Regions from separate parts of the Mus musculus genome. Here region 1 is linked to region 2. A link is a contact called in public HiChIP or PLAC-seq data. All regions are on one chromosome and are shown on one strand. The core of a region is the stretch at or near the end of the contact, and the rest is flanking DNA. Distances in the headings are between cores, read along the strand shown. Region 1 overlaps Oxnad1 (oxidoreductase NAD-binding domain containing 1). Region 2 overlaps Sh3bp5 (SH3-domain binding protein 5 (BTK-associated)).

What was found. HiChIP or PLAC-seq counts read pairs in DNA pulled down with a chosen protein or histone mark.
Region 1: an H3K4me3 HiChIP or PLAC-seq map of bone marrow-derived macrophages shows a contact between it and region 2, with 4 times the contacts expected there. The contact joins two enhancer-like sites. A contact is called at or near these places in 8 of 39 promoter capture datasets (the 3T3-L1 cell line, the HPC-7 cell line, HPC-7-derived erythroid cells and 5 more), 1 of 484 Hi-C or Micro-C datasets (cortical neurons) and 3 of 115 datasets of contacts at active chromatin or transcription factors (bone marrow-derived macrophages, differentiating embryonic stem cells and hepatocytes).

The regions. Positions count from the first base shown.
Region 1 is chr14:32,090,598-32,097,363 of GRCm38.p6, reverse strand. It overlaps Oxnad1 (oxidoreductase NAD-binding domain containing 1), which reads right to left. Exons shown (of 8, transcript NM_145460.2): 2 at 5,605-5,728; 3 at 5,233-5,296; 4 at 1,893-1,999; 5 at 736-877. The coding sequence starts at 5,720. Among named protein-coding and RNA genes, the nearest start is that of Oxnad1, 8.3 kb to the right of the region's middle. Within about 2 kb of position 3,488, at least 51 of the 459 cell types and tissues checked have an H3K27ac peak or open chromatin away from gene starts, as enhancers often do. A contact at or near this core is called in bone marrow-derived macrophages, where this site is marked.
Region 2 is chr14:31,369,781-31,376,299 of GRCm38.p6, reverse strand. It overlaps Sh3bp5 (SH3-domain binding protein 5 (BTK-associated)), which reads left to right. Exons shown (of 9, transcript NM_011894.3): 8 at 436-696; 9 at 1,099-3,686. The coding sequence ends at 1,316. Capn7 (calpain 7) reads right to left here. Exons shown (of 21, transcript NM_009796.3): 19 at 6,449-6,519; 20 at 5,506-5,598; 21 at 4,316-5,422. The coding sequence ends at 5,278. Among named protein-coding and RNA genes, the nearest start is that of Capn7, 36 kb to the right of the region's middle. Within about 2 kb of position 1,734, at least 2 of the 459 cell types and tissues checked have an H3K27ac peak or open chromatin away from gene starts, as enhancers often do. A contact at or near this core is called in bone marrow-derived macrophages, where this site is marked.

The DNA of each region.
Region 1 (6,766 bases), core at 2,239-4,738, 720 kb before region 2:
AGCTCTGCCTCATTGCAAGCTTCTGGCATAAATGGACAGAATTGAGAAGCAGTAACGTATCACATCGCACAATTTCAGAGGGTCAAAGCCTGAGCATTCAGCCCCTGGACTGCACATACCAGGTAGCAGGAGACACTCTGGACAGGGATTTAATCTAAGCTTCTACAACTTAAGATGACCAAATGGAAAAAAAAAACTCCATTGAATTCATAAAATAGGTCTTAGGCAGCTGTGTCTGAGGTATCCTGTGTTCTTTTTGCCAATAGTGTCTGACTTAGCTCTCTGCTGACCTTGGGCACTTCCCCCTTTCAATTAGTATATAGGATGCTGTATTTCTTACTAGGCTTGCTTGGCCTAAGTTTATTTCTCCTTCCTGGTCCTCCCACTCGACATCTGCTATTCAGGACCCTCGTCCCTCCAGGTTCAGGTTACAAGGGGACCAACTGAGCAGAACACAGACTTAAAGAGAGGCAGAGATGCTCAGACCTCTAAATTTAAAAGTCAGTTGAGCGTCTGGAGAGACCGTTCTGTAGTTCAGAGCACTTGGCCCTCTTACAGAGGACTCAGGTCTGGCTCCACACACCCGCACAGTGACTCACAACCATCAGTGACTCCAGTTCCAGGGCATCTGAGAGCCTCCGAGGGAGAGAGACGTTCGTATGGTGCACAGACAAACATGCCGATAAAATAATTATGTACATTAAAAAAAGTTGTGTTTTAAAAGTAGTTGCTCACCTTATTGTGAACCCAGACAGCAGGAGGGTGGTCTGCATATTTCACCGCCAGTTCTATTATTCTGTCTCGTTCTAGCCGTTGGGGACTGGAGCAAATTGAAAACCCACCAACCACTGAGACTCCTGGGATGAAGAAATCAACCCTAAAAGGGACAGAAGAACAAACCATCACTGTTGCAATAATTTAAAAAATGGTCAACAGCAGGCAATAAAACAAAGTTGACAGCATTTTAGTAGACGAAGAAAAAGCTAAACTGCTAAATTAATAGAAGATGAACAAGTATAACTTACAAAATTTCAGCAATTTTATGAAGAATTATTTTGCTAAGATGTAATTTAGATGAACCACACATATTACTAAGAAGATATCAACTAGCAAAGATGGACCAGGAAAAAACAGAGAAACCTGAACCGATCTATACAAGCTCAAAGAACTAAACTAATAAAACTAATAGACCTTCAGTTCAGGTTCAGTTCACTGGGGAGTTGCAACACAGTTGAAGTAGAATTAAAAGCAACCCTTCAGAAACTACCCCAAACACAAGAGAAGAGACAGTGGAACTTATTCTAACGAAGCTGGTAATCAGACACTGAACGGAAAGTACAGACCAATATCCATTCAAATAAAGACAGGAAAATTCCAAGAATACAAGGCCGGGTTAACGTCTGCCCTCATTAGTGTTTTAATCAATCGAGTGCTAGGTTCAATGAGACAAGTTTCTCAAAAAGATAAAGTAGCCAGGTGTGGTGGTGCACTTGGCCCTCTGAGTTCCAGGTAAGGTGGCCAGCCAGGTGTGATACACTCAGACCTCTGTGTTTGAGGCCAAGGCCCTGTTTTCAGCCACCTTGTCTAATCTATTAGAACAAAGACTGCTTTTCAGAAATGCATCAGTGCCCAGCAACCACAACTGGAGCAGATCAGGTGACTATCTGCAGACACAACTGAGGTTCCACAGACGAGCACTGGACTACAAAAGGTAGCTTTAGACAGAGGGACACATGGGTGCCAACCAGAAAAGGAATCAAGTTGTGCATGCCAAAACAGGAATGACCCAGAATTCCTCTCTCCTGGTAGAGAAGTCCTTTCCAGAAGAAAATATACTGCCTGATAGCAATTTTCATAAATACACACCCTTGGACAAGGGAAACTCCACTCACCACTGGCCAGCCTTAAAGGAAAAGTCTTTATCAGCAACAAGCAAACGGAGGCTCTTCACTGATGGAGACTCGTGAGTGATTTCACACACCTTAGCTGCAGCCATGACCTGAAGCAGAGAGGTCTGGGGCTTAGAGACATGTGGTTTTGGAAAATTGTCCAACAAGGCACAGCACACACGGCTTTGCTCTGCATCAAGTGTGCAAACTGAGTGAACTTTCTGAGATGTACTACAATGCTGTCTCACTCTGAATACAAACGTCCTTACAGGGACTGTGTAACCAGTATCCATCTGGGTGTTGGCACCCTGAAGAGCTGTGTGTGATGCCCTCAGCAGCCCTGGCTGGCATCTAAAGTCCCCTTCAGTAGTAGGCCAGGCGAGGCCATGATTGCTTCTGAGTAAGAAGTCCATGGCATGCTAGCAGCAGACGTTCACAGAAAGCATTAGGCACCTTTTACAGAGCAAAGAAACAGGAGTCTGGGTTTGTACTCATGTGCTTCCTTCTTGACTTTTGTTTTCTGAGTTGAGGCCTCACTATGCAGCCCTGGCTGGACTGGTACTAAGTGGATTAGGCTGGCCTTGAAATCACTTGCCCTTGCCTCCTGAGTGGTGATTAAAATGTGTACCACCATACTTGGCTTGTATGCTTATGTCTTAATTTATTTTATTTTTCTAAAATATAAGCGTCACGACCTTAAGCCAAGAATGCCACAGAGCCCTTTCCTAGTGGGAGTTTGGGACGCACTACTCTCAGGGGTGATTTTGCTCTCTACTGAGCACCCACTGAATGTAAGGTGTCTCCACGTCCTTCACTCCCCCTCTGCTCTGTATTCCTCTTCCTCCTCTACACCTGGGTATTAAACCTGGGTAGAAGACAGACATGACTCCCCTCAACTCCCTTCTGTTCAGCTTCACCCGTGGCACTGGGCAGGGGCTAATCAAATGCAGTCCCCTCAATGGAGGGGCCCCAACCAGCCCCACCAGGGGACGCTTTGGAAACCTCCCACTCCAATGCTAGCTCAGTCTGGCCTGTCCTTCAACAGGACTTCCAGGTCTAACCAAGTCTCAATAGAGATCACTTAAAACATTCTACTAGAAAACGTCTTACTACCTCAAAATAGCTCCTGGAATTCCCATCCTTTGTTCTCTGCTGTAAAACCCCTTGCCTCTCTTTCTCTGCTTGTTGTTAATCCCTTCTTCCTCCTGTCTTGGAAAACATGTGGCTGATTTTTCATGTCAGGCCCCCATGCCTGCAGCTTAGAAAACAAAAAACAAACAAACAAAAAACCACAGGGTCTCTCTACATAGCCTAGGCTGGCCTTGAGCTTGCTATCCTCTGCCTTAGTGCTAAGATTACAGACTTGTGTCACCAGGCAATGTCCCTTCTACCTATACTCCCGATTCTAACCTCCGTCTGTGACAGATTCTACTCCAACAACTTCCAGCCAGGCTTCTGTACTCAGTTCCACTACTTCCTGTTTCATCAGAAACGGCGTACGAGGCCACCGGCTTTCTCTTGAGCAGCTCATAGCTGTCAACAGGTGACTCCACAGTGACACAGCCCAGACTTTAATGCTGGCACTACTACCACCATGTACCTCAGGCCAATGCCCTCGCTGCCTTCAACTATGAACTGAACCAGTAACACCTTTGCTTCATAGGGTTGCTGGGAACAGTAAAGTAGATAATACAAACGAAAGCACTTCTAATGTTGCCGGCCAATGGTAAGTGGATGTGGTTTGCTACCGTACACTCTACTGCCCTATCTCTGTGCCTGGGAGGACACTCTGGAGGGGACTGAGTCCTCCCCCATGTCACACAACGCTGAGGTGCTTGCCCCAGAGATCAGCTGGTTTCCACAGCTCCTCCCATCTCCTCCCACTTCTCATTCTGTTTGGGAGAATAAAAGTTTGAGATAAAAAGAGGGAAATGAAGTTAGGAATTTCTTCTCCTAAAGACAGCAACAGGATCAGAACTGTAGTCCTGAAACTTCCTGACTCCTGTGTACCCAGTGCTCTGCTGTCAATCACACTGTCAGAGCTTATATTTGCCTGTCTTTGTCTTACACCAGGATCAGAAGAACCTCCTCAAAGTCCTGATACTTCTGCCCTATAAGATCCTGAATGGTGACTCTAATTCAAACACTGGTAACTGCTACCTGCAGGCCAAAGCCCAGTACTCTGGAGAGTCGTGTTTGATTGGACACAGCAAGCCTGATGATTGGCTTACATCCACCCATGACTGTCTGCACCTCCAGTGATGAGATTACTTAACTACCTGGACCTTTGGACAAAGTTTGCCCTAATTTATCTACCCACTTCTACAGGCCACAGAAGTGTACACACAAGCTTGTGATGTAAACCTTTTTTCCTTTATAATCTGACAAGACTTCATGTTGATCAGCACTTTTGTGTGTGTGTTCAGATCCATCAGTGGGAATCTCTATTTTCTTATTTGCCCATTAACTTCCTCTGCGGCATTAGCTTCACATACTTCTCAAAAAGAAAATTTAATCAAAGCGGAAGCAACAATCACCTTAGTGCCAAAGCAATTCGCTGAAGCAGAATTAAGTTTTAACAGGAGGGCCTAAGCAGTATATAGGTTAAAGTGTCTCCTTATATTGTAACATAAAATGCAACTATGACAACAATATAACTTCTGACCATGTTTGTAGAAGTGCATACATACAGGATTTCCCTTGCTTTACAGAGATGTACCACACTAAACTAAATACATCTGAATATGTGTGAAACTACTCAAAAAAGTCAAAGCAAATGTCTGTCCACTGTGTGTGTGACACGGACACAGGGCTGGGACACAGGTGAGGCTCCTCTATTTCCCAGGCCTCCGCACCCTTCAGGAGGCAGCTTAGCTTACTAGAGCCTGGGCATGATTGACAGGCTGCAGGGGAGGGGCAAGAGCTCGGCCACCTTTCTGTCCCAGATGTCAGTGCTGCTGACCAGCTAGGAGGTGCTTCGAAAGCAGGAAACACAAGGACTTTGACATGATGGCAAAAAAGAAAAAAAAAAAGAAAAAAAGTAAAAGAAACAAAGGTAAGCCATGTGTAGGCGCTACAAGTTCTCTCTCCTCAGTGTACCTGTGAGGAGGGGGCCTTGGCCATGGCCGTGCTCCCTCACTGAAACACCCACTCATGCCAAACTTAGTGGACAACCTTAGCACCACTCAGCCACTGCTATCTAATTAGGTACAAATCCCCTACTCAGGAGGAGGAAATCTCACTGACCCTCACCGGGCTCAGCCTCACCTAAGGCCTTTCCTATCAGCCAGTCAGTGTGCACGCTGCCCAGCCAGGACCCCCACCATGCCCCAGAGACACAAACCTCCCGGCGGAGGACACTGGCAGTTCTCTCTAGGTGGTCCGTTTTCCTTCTGGATTTAATTATGCTTTTTAAAAGAAGGAAAAATTGGGTTATTAAGCATCATCCTTATAAAATAATTAAACTAGCTTCCCTGTCACACATCCCCCACCCCCTACCAAATCATGGCTATTGAAAATACAATTAATTGTGGATTGTACAAAATACTGAAACTCAACCAGTGGTAAGTTGCACACTCAGCAGTTTCCAATGTTGGTATGCACATTGAAGCCAGCGTGCTTTCTCTCTTGAGTTTGAAGGGACCCCACCCCCCAACCATCAGCAGATCAGATCTCTGAGAACCAACCCACATGATACCAAAGGCTGACAACTCACCTGGCTAGGGTAAGGTGACGCAAAGTGCTGGCCTTCAGTCCCCACGAAGCAGCCTGAGTGCAGACGGCTCCCACAGATCCTCGAGACAAGCCAGGAATCAAGGCAACGTGGGCCATGGTGCTTCCTGGGGGAAACGGAACTGAAATTTAAAACCGTTCTCAGACAATGTAGAGAAATGCCAGACTGTGGTAGGGGCAGGTAAAACAGAGTTTGGGGGCTAGCGAGATTCTCCAGTGGTTAGAGTGAAGAGACATGAGACACCTGCACATCAAATCCTACACTCTCCTGACCCTGCGTGGAGCCAGAGCAGATAGCACTCCCTCCCTCTGAGTACTCCACCCCCACACCTGGCTTCCACCCCAGCCTCCACATCACTGAAACTCACACCACTTTTCATTAACAACCAACATTTCTCAAGTGCAGATGGCTCCTGCCCTAAAGAAACAGAAGCCAATGATAATGGCCCACTCTTAGACTATGAAAAAGAGAGAACTAAGTGTTCCCAGACAGCTGTGGCCAGCTGTAAAACTACACCAGCTTCTGACAGCACAAGTTACTTTTCCCAGGTCAGAAAGGTCCCTTTCCAGATGCTCGGTTCTGCCCGCTGTCTGAACAAACGCTATGAGGTTTGAAGGACGGCATACCTTTACCCTCTCATTAATGCCCAGGCTTGAAAACCCTGCTTGCGGTTTTTTTTCCTTTCTAAACCCCCTTCCCTTAGACCTGGGGGTTCACTCTCTTTCCTGTTCCATCAGGAAGGTTGGTGGCCCAAGCTCGAGCTTGAATAAAGATCCTCCTGCGATTATAGTGGGTTGTGAATCCTGGTGGTCTTTTTGGGGTTTTTACAATCTGGGCACAACAAGAGGTCCTGGCTGTTCTACCAGAGGCCCTGAGTTCACATGCCAGAACCTACACGGCAGCTCACAACCATCTGTGACTCCAGTTCCAGGGCATCTGATGCTCTCTTCTGATCTTTGCAAGTACCAACACATGTTACACAGACACGGGCAAGACACCCACACACATAGTGGAAGGAAGAAAACGAATTCCCACAAATTGCCCTTTGACTTCCAACACACAAATCAGTAAGTGGCTGTGGTGGTTTGAATAGGGATGGCCCCCACAGACTCTTAGGCTAGAATGCTTGGCTATCGGAAGTGGA
Region 2 (6,519 bases), core at 485-2,984:
TCTCTGAGCCTCGGTTATTCTGTCCACAAACTCAGAGTCAGTTAGAGTACTGGAAAGGAGCACTGTACTTTGTAGCGTGTCTGTTGAGATCAGAAGTTATCAGACATCCCACCCCGGCCTGCCCCTCCTTCCAGCAGCTCTTGCTGCTTCCGTCTTCCTTCTGCCTAGTATAGGCTACATTACAAAGGGCTAGTCTGAATTTACCTTCCCCTTTCCTTCGGCGCTGGGGATGGAACTCAGGCCTTTGTATATGCTGGACAAGCCGCTTCCTTTCAAACTGTTCTGGAGGCTGGTCAGACAGGTTCAGGTGCGATGCAGGTCCTGCAGACTCCATGTTGTGTGAGCATGTCCAGCAGAGAGCATGTCTGCAGGCATTTAAGGGACTGGGCTACTACCTGGCAGATCCCATGTGATTGATGTCCTCTCTCATCACAGTGGCATCAGAAGCCTTTGAAGATGACAACTGCAGCAACTTGGTGTCTGAAGATGACTCGGAAACCCAGTCTGTGTCCAGCTTTAGTTCGGGACCGACGAGTCCGTCTGAAATGCCTGATCAGTTCCCTGCAGTGGCAAGGCCTGGCAGTCTGGATCTGCCTAGCCCTGTGTCCCTGTCAGAATTTGGGATGATGTTCCCAATACTGGGTCCTCGAAGTGAATGCAGTGGGGCCTCCTCCCCTGAATGTGAGGTTGAACGAGGTAGGTTGCAGCTCAACTTGTGCACTGTCCATACCTTTGCCAGGTCTCAGGGGCCCTGAGAACATACAGTGGGATGGATCACTCAGATTACTTTCAAGGGCACTTCTACAGTCCTGGCCAACTTCAACCAAGCAGAACTTAGGTCCCATGTCTCCCCTAAGAACAATCCTCTCGGCAAGTTCCTGTTGGAGAGGTTCGCTTCCTAGCTACAAAATGACAATGGTACATCTCATCTCTAAAGAACAGATTAGTGAGTGCATGTAGTGTGCCACCCAGTGCTGGAGAACCTCTGAGATGTATGGTGGACAGCAGGAATGGCAGAGGGCTCAGGTGGCCGATGCTGGTGCCTATGGAACTCTTGAAACTGACCACCCCCATTTGGCAATCTTTGTATCTCTGCAGGAGACAGAGCAGAAGGGGCCGAGAATAAAATGAGTGACAAAGCCAACAACAACCGTGTTCTCGGCAGCACCAACGGTGGCAGTGGCAGGAGCAGGAGCCAAAGCAGCACGTCCCTTGAGAGCCAGGCCTTGGAAACCCGGATGAAGCAGCTCTCCCTACAGTGCTCAAAAGGAAGAGATGGAATTATTGCTGACATAAAAATGGTGCAGATTGGCTGATCCACCCAAGGGCTATGGCCTATGTGCAGATCATATTTATACATGAAATTCAAGAACATTGTGCCAATAATCATTTAACATAAGCCAAATAGTATGCATTTACTCTAAACTGCACTAACCAAGTTTCAGTGACCTTGAGGGCTAAACATTTTCCCTCTGGTAAGAGCTCTTGGGCTGGTGTGCTTTTCAGAGCAGAGCCATTGCAGGTAAACCGTGACCAGGGAGGGTCACGGTCTTTGCAGAGCATTCCCTGTAGCGGCAGCGTGGAAGCAATAACTAGTTTCTGAGAAAGAACCTGCAGGGCCAGGAGGAGAGCTGGACACTTAGCCAGACTGGGGTCACCAGCCTTCATCTCTATCCCCACTTCCTCTTCTTCTTGGGGAAACAGATGTTCTCTCCATTACATCACAGGGCACCAAGATAATTTTAAAAATCACACACACACACACACACAAACTCAAGTGTTCAGAACACACTGCTGTAACTACAGTGCAGGAACACAGTTCCTCATCACCACCACTGGTGCTCGCTCAGAGGGGCTTTCAGAAGCGTGTCTTCTGGGAAACCTGTTGAACCATTTCCTAGGAAAGCTACCAGGAACTGCACTTTTTAGGGGTGGGGACGGTGAATGCCAATGTGGGGACGTAGATATCATAGAGGGGATGTGTGGCTGGGGGCAGTTTGTAGCCTGAGCTTAGCCTGCTAGCCAAGGGGCTTTATTCTAAGAGAAGTGCATGTGAGGAATGGTTGGCATTGCTCTTATCTAGATTGACAAGGAGTTCATTTCTCTGTAGACTGTAACTCCTACAATACCTGAGATTATTTAAGGTTTATGCTGCACCTAGTATTCCTTAGAGGAAGCTGTCCTTAAAGCTAGGAGGGAATGGGCATGGTTGGTAAATAGAAGCAATGGATCTGTTATGCTAATAGTAGTGTATAGACTTAGTGTTTATGGTTATGCATATTTAGAGCACTGTATTTTATTTGTCCTGTTTTATTAATCTACCATTTCTGAAAGAAAAAAAAAAAGAAAACAACTCCCCATTTACAACTATTAATTTTAGCCATGTGTGTATAGCTCTTCATACACTAGTGGTTTCTTTTTTATTGATGGACACAGTATCCTTATTACAAGGTTATTTTGTACTTGTTTTATTACCTTGGGTGTAATAAAAGCCGAGAAGACTTTGTGACTTCCGATGAGAAAGTCCACTGTTGTCTGTCTTCTCCTCTTGCCTTGGTTGTTGGGGCATCTGCTCTCCTTTTCAGGTAAGGTGATGATGGAGCCTGGAAATTTTAGCTCACACACCAAGGTCTGGATTAGAATTCCCACTTTTGCTGTTACAAAGGTGAGCACTGAGAAGAGACAGGCGGGCAGTTCCAGGTGACAGTCCCGAGAAGAGAAGCTTTTAGTTTCACTGGTCAGCATAGTCTTAGGGGCAGGGGGACATACTGTTAAATGGTCTCATCTACTCAGTCTGATTTAATTTGTGGCACTAAGGTACTTTTTCTAATGGAAATCTGAGAGTAGCTGTCTTCAGACAAACCAGAAGAGAGCATCAGATTCCATTACAGATGGCTGTGAGCCACCATGTGGTTGCTGGGAATTGAACTCAGGACCTTTGGAAGAGCAGTCAGTGCTCTTAACCATTGACCATCTCTCCAGCCCCCAGTAGTGGACTTTATAATGTATATGCCACACACTGAAATGTGCTGTGGGATTAAGTGCCAAGTGATCATAAGTGCTTTGCCTGTTAAATTCCATCTCAGAGTTGGTGGGAGTCCCTTTCAATTGCTCTGTTCTGGCAGTGAGGCGCTGCTCATTCCCCCTTCCTGTCAACATTTCTGAGGTAAAGTTGTGTAGTTTGTCTATTTCTGGCAGAGACTAGAAGACAGAATATTCTCGTGTTGGGAAGTTTAGTGCTATATCCCTTCTGTGGGCACAGGCGTTTCACAGTATGCCTTCCTGCTTTGGTTCCCCTCACCCTGTCTCCCACAGCAGGAAGTCAGAAACCTTCGACCCTGCTTCATGGTCACTTCCTCGCCTGTCTCCCTTCACGCTTCTAGGTTAGAGCAGTGCCACTCTTGTCATCTCAGCCTCCTCTGCCATGTTGGGGACTCACTCTCACACCTGTCCTTCTCCATGTCTCTCAAGTTACCATTTCTGAAATTTAGCCAATTTCAGTTTTTGACCCTCCAGCTCTCATGTATTTTTTGAGGTGACCACAATAACTGAACCATGTACTACTAATTCTAGAATATTGATAATTTCCTTTACCTTGTGTGTGGGGTGAGGGTGGGGGATAAGGGGAGTTTCTTCTTTAAGTCTGAGCATCTATGCGTATATTGAAATTAGATACCTGAACCACCTTCCTCTCTCTAGCTATTTCTCATTTTAAAATCTGTTCCACAATGGTGCTTCTGATTCAATAGAGTCACATTCCTACTACCAATTCCAGCCTGCTGTCCCCACATAGAAAGCAGCTGGACCACTAAATCAGGGCAGCCCCGGGTAAAAGCTTTTGAACCTAAAGCAAGATCGTTCAGGCTTGTTTCCCCTGTCGTAAAAAGCAATAATAAAGCCAATGAGAAGATTAAAAAGAATATGCAAGGTAAATAAGTTCATAGTAAAAAATAACTCCTAGCTATTTCTCTATTCTGTATTTATGGCATTCTTGAAAGTATGTGTTGAGCCTTACCTATATCCAAGAGTCACCACTTTATATATAGGTCTTCTCTGCTGGGTTTTGTTTGTTTGTGGTGTGTATGTGTGCTGGGGATTGAACCCAGGGCTAAGCCAAGTGCTGTGCCATTGAGTGGCCTCACAGCTTTCTATTATGTTTTTGATGACAGAAATTAACTCATATTTAGTAAGCTCATGTGGCTAATTTTAGCCAAGTGAAATCTTATTGGTTTTATTCTTGCAGCAAGTATTTCTATGCATGTCTGTCTTCTTTTACAGGGACGTAAAATCAAATTCTGGACATTAAACTACATAGTTTCCATAAGTATAAATATTTTATTTCAATCAAAGGCAGTAGAAATAGATTTGATAATTATAAAGTAGAGACAATGACAGATCCCATCCTATTTTCCAGAACTTGAAAATCTTGAGCATCATTCTGCAGTGATGATTTTATGTAAACACTAATTCCTGACCACTCACTTTTTATGAATGCTGTATAACTCAGTCACCATATACTAAATTCTCAAGGACTCCCCAAGTCCCCATGATGAAAGCACTGACTACAGAGCAATTAAAACCCTACGGTTAAACCTCAGCATTTCCATCTGATTGCTACATTCACCAACCTGCTAAGAACTAAGAACAGCAACAGTAAATATACTTCGGTCCTCTCTACAATGGACAATGCACCTAACACTGACAACCTTCATTCTTAAGCCTGAGCATCTCCATGCTAAGCTAAACAGCGGTTTTTAAAGCTTAACAGCTACACGACAATAAACATTAAAGACACAATGAAAAATTCAAATTAGTTGCAGTGACCTAATTCATTTGGTAATTAGTTGTTTAAGATGTATGGTGGGGTCAACATAAATGGGCTAAACGTACGTGCTCTGTAAAAACAGGAAACATAGGTATTTCAAGATCCTAAACTAGGCTGCTCTTGCACTCAGTGGACCTGTGGTCCTCATTGTCCTCCTCGTGTCCTATTAACGAAAGCATCTCCCAGTGATGGCTGAATCTAGCCTGTGATTTACACAGAGCCGCCACCGAGTACACGCCAGCTCTGTGTGCACAAACCATGTAAACAGTATTTCAGGTGATTAAGGTAATTCCACTATCTAAAATCCTTACCAAACACCACAACGAGCACCAGACTCCGTAACATGCTTTTGATTTAATTCCATTCTGATGGTTCACCATCGTGATTTGTCTCCTTGTCTGAAGAGCTGAGACTGGGAAATATGGAATCCAGTAATAGCTGAGAGTTCTCAATCATTGGAGTTGTGTTGTCTTGATGGGGACAGTACTATTAAAGTCCAAGAAAAAAGGTCCTTCTTGTTTAGGCAAAAAAGTACTAGGGATGATATTAAAGATCCCAGCAGGTATGTTTTCCAGTTCTAAGTAGCAAAATCCACACCTATATTCAGGGAAAATGAGAATAAGGTTTGTAGACTATCATGCCCCACAAAGTGTAAACTGAACACAAAATGTCAATGTTACCTATAGTCACCACTAGATTTCCTCTGAAAGCCATGAGGACCAGGATCTCCCATTATGGAAACTGCTACAACCTCAAATCCAACACTGTATTGCCTAGTGTTAAAATCAAACAGCATTCCTGTATTAGTAAGCAGTTTCAAATACACCTTATATAAAACATTTCTATGCATATATGCTTCAATTTTACCAAGAGAAAACAGTACTCTGAAATTATGTATACCATTTTCACTCATGATTTCTACCTAGTTTTGAAATTGAATCCATAAAGACAAATGACGCATCAAGCTTACCTTAAAACATACTTTTGGTTTTGTTGCTTTTGAGACAGGTCTCATTAATTAGCCCTGACTGTCCTGGAACTCACTATGTAGACCAAGCTGGCCTCAAACTCACAAAGAGCTGCCTGCTTCTGCCACCTGAGTGCTGGAATTAAAGGCATTGTGCCATCACTCCAGGCTAGACTTATATCATCATTTCACATGCATTTCTAAATGAAATATTATCACTGTAATTGACAGAAAAGCCTACACAACAGAAGCAAGCCAGGAATAGAATCTAAGTTCATGTAATAGTATATGGCCCATATGGCATTCCAAGAACCGCTAACTCACAGAAAAACATGTTGAGCTGCATTTCATACCAGATATCCATTTGTATTATATCTAATCTGTAACCTAGAACTGAGTTTTAGCCCTGATGTGAGATGGGTCAAATCACTATTATATGTGTGTGGATGCTGAATTTCATACCACTTACTGACGACTGGCCTCTACCTGTAGTGCCATCATTATCCACACATCGGATCATTAACTTAAAACTAAGGATGATTCTGAGTCAGTGAGGATACAGCTTAGGACAAAGCTCAGTGGCAGGGTGGATGCCTAACATTCATGGGGGGGGGGGGGGGGCGTGCGCACACACACACAGAGCTACTCATACAAACCTTGGTCCTCTCAGCTCAATCAATAACGGTCCAGTCTTATCTATATGGAATTGGTAGATGGGGTTATTTTT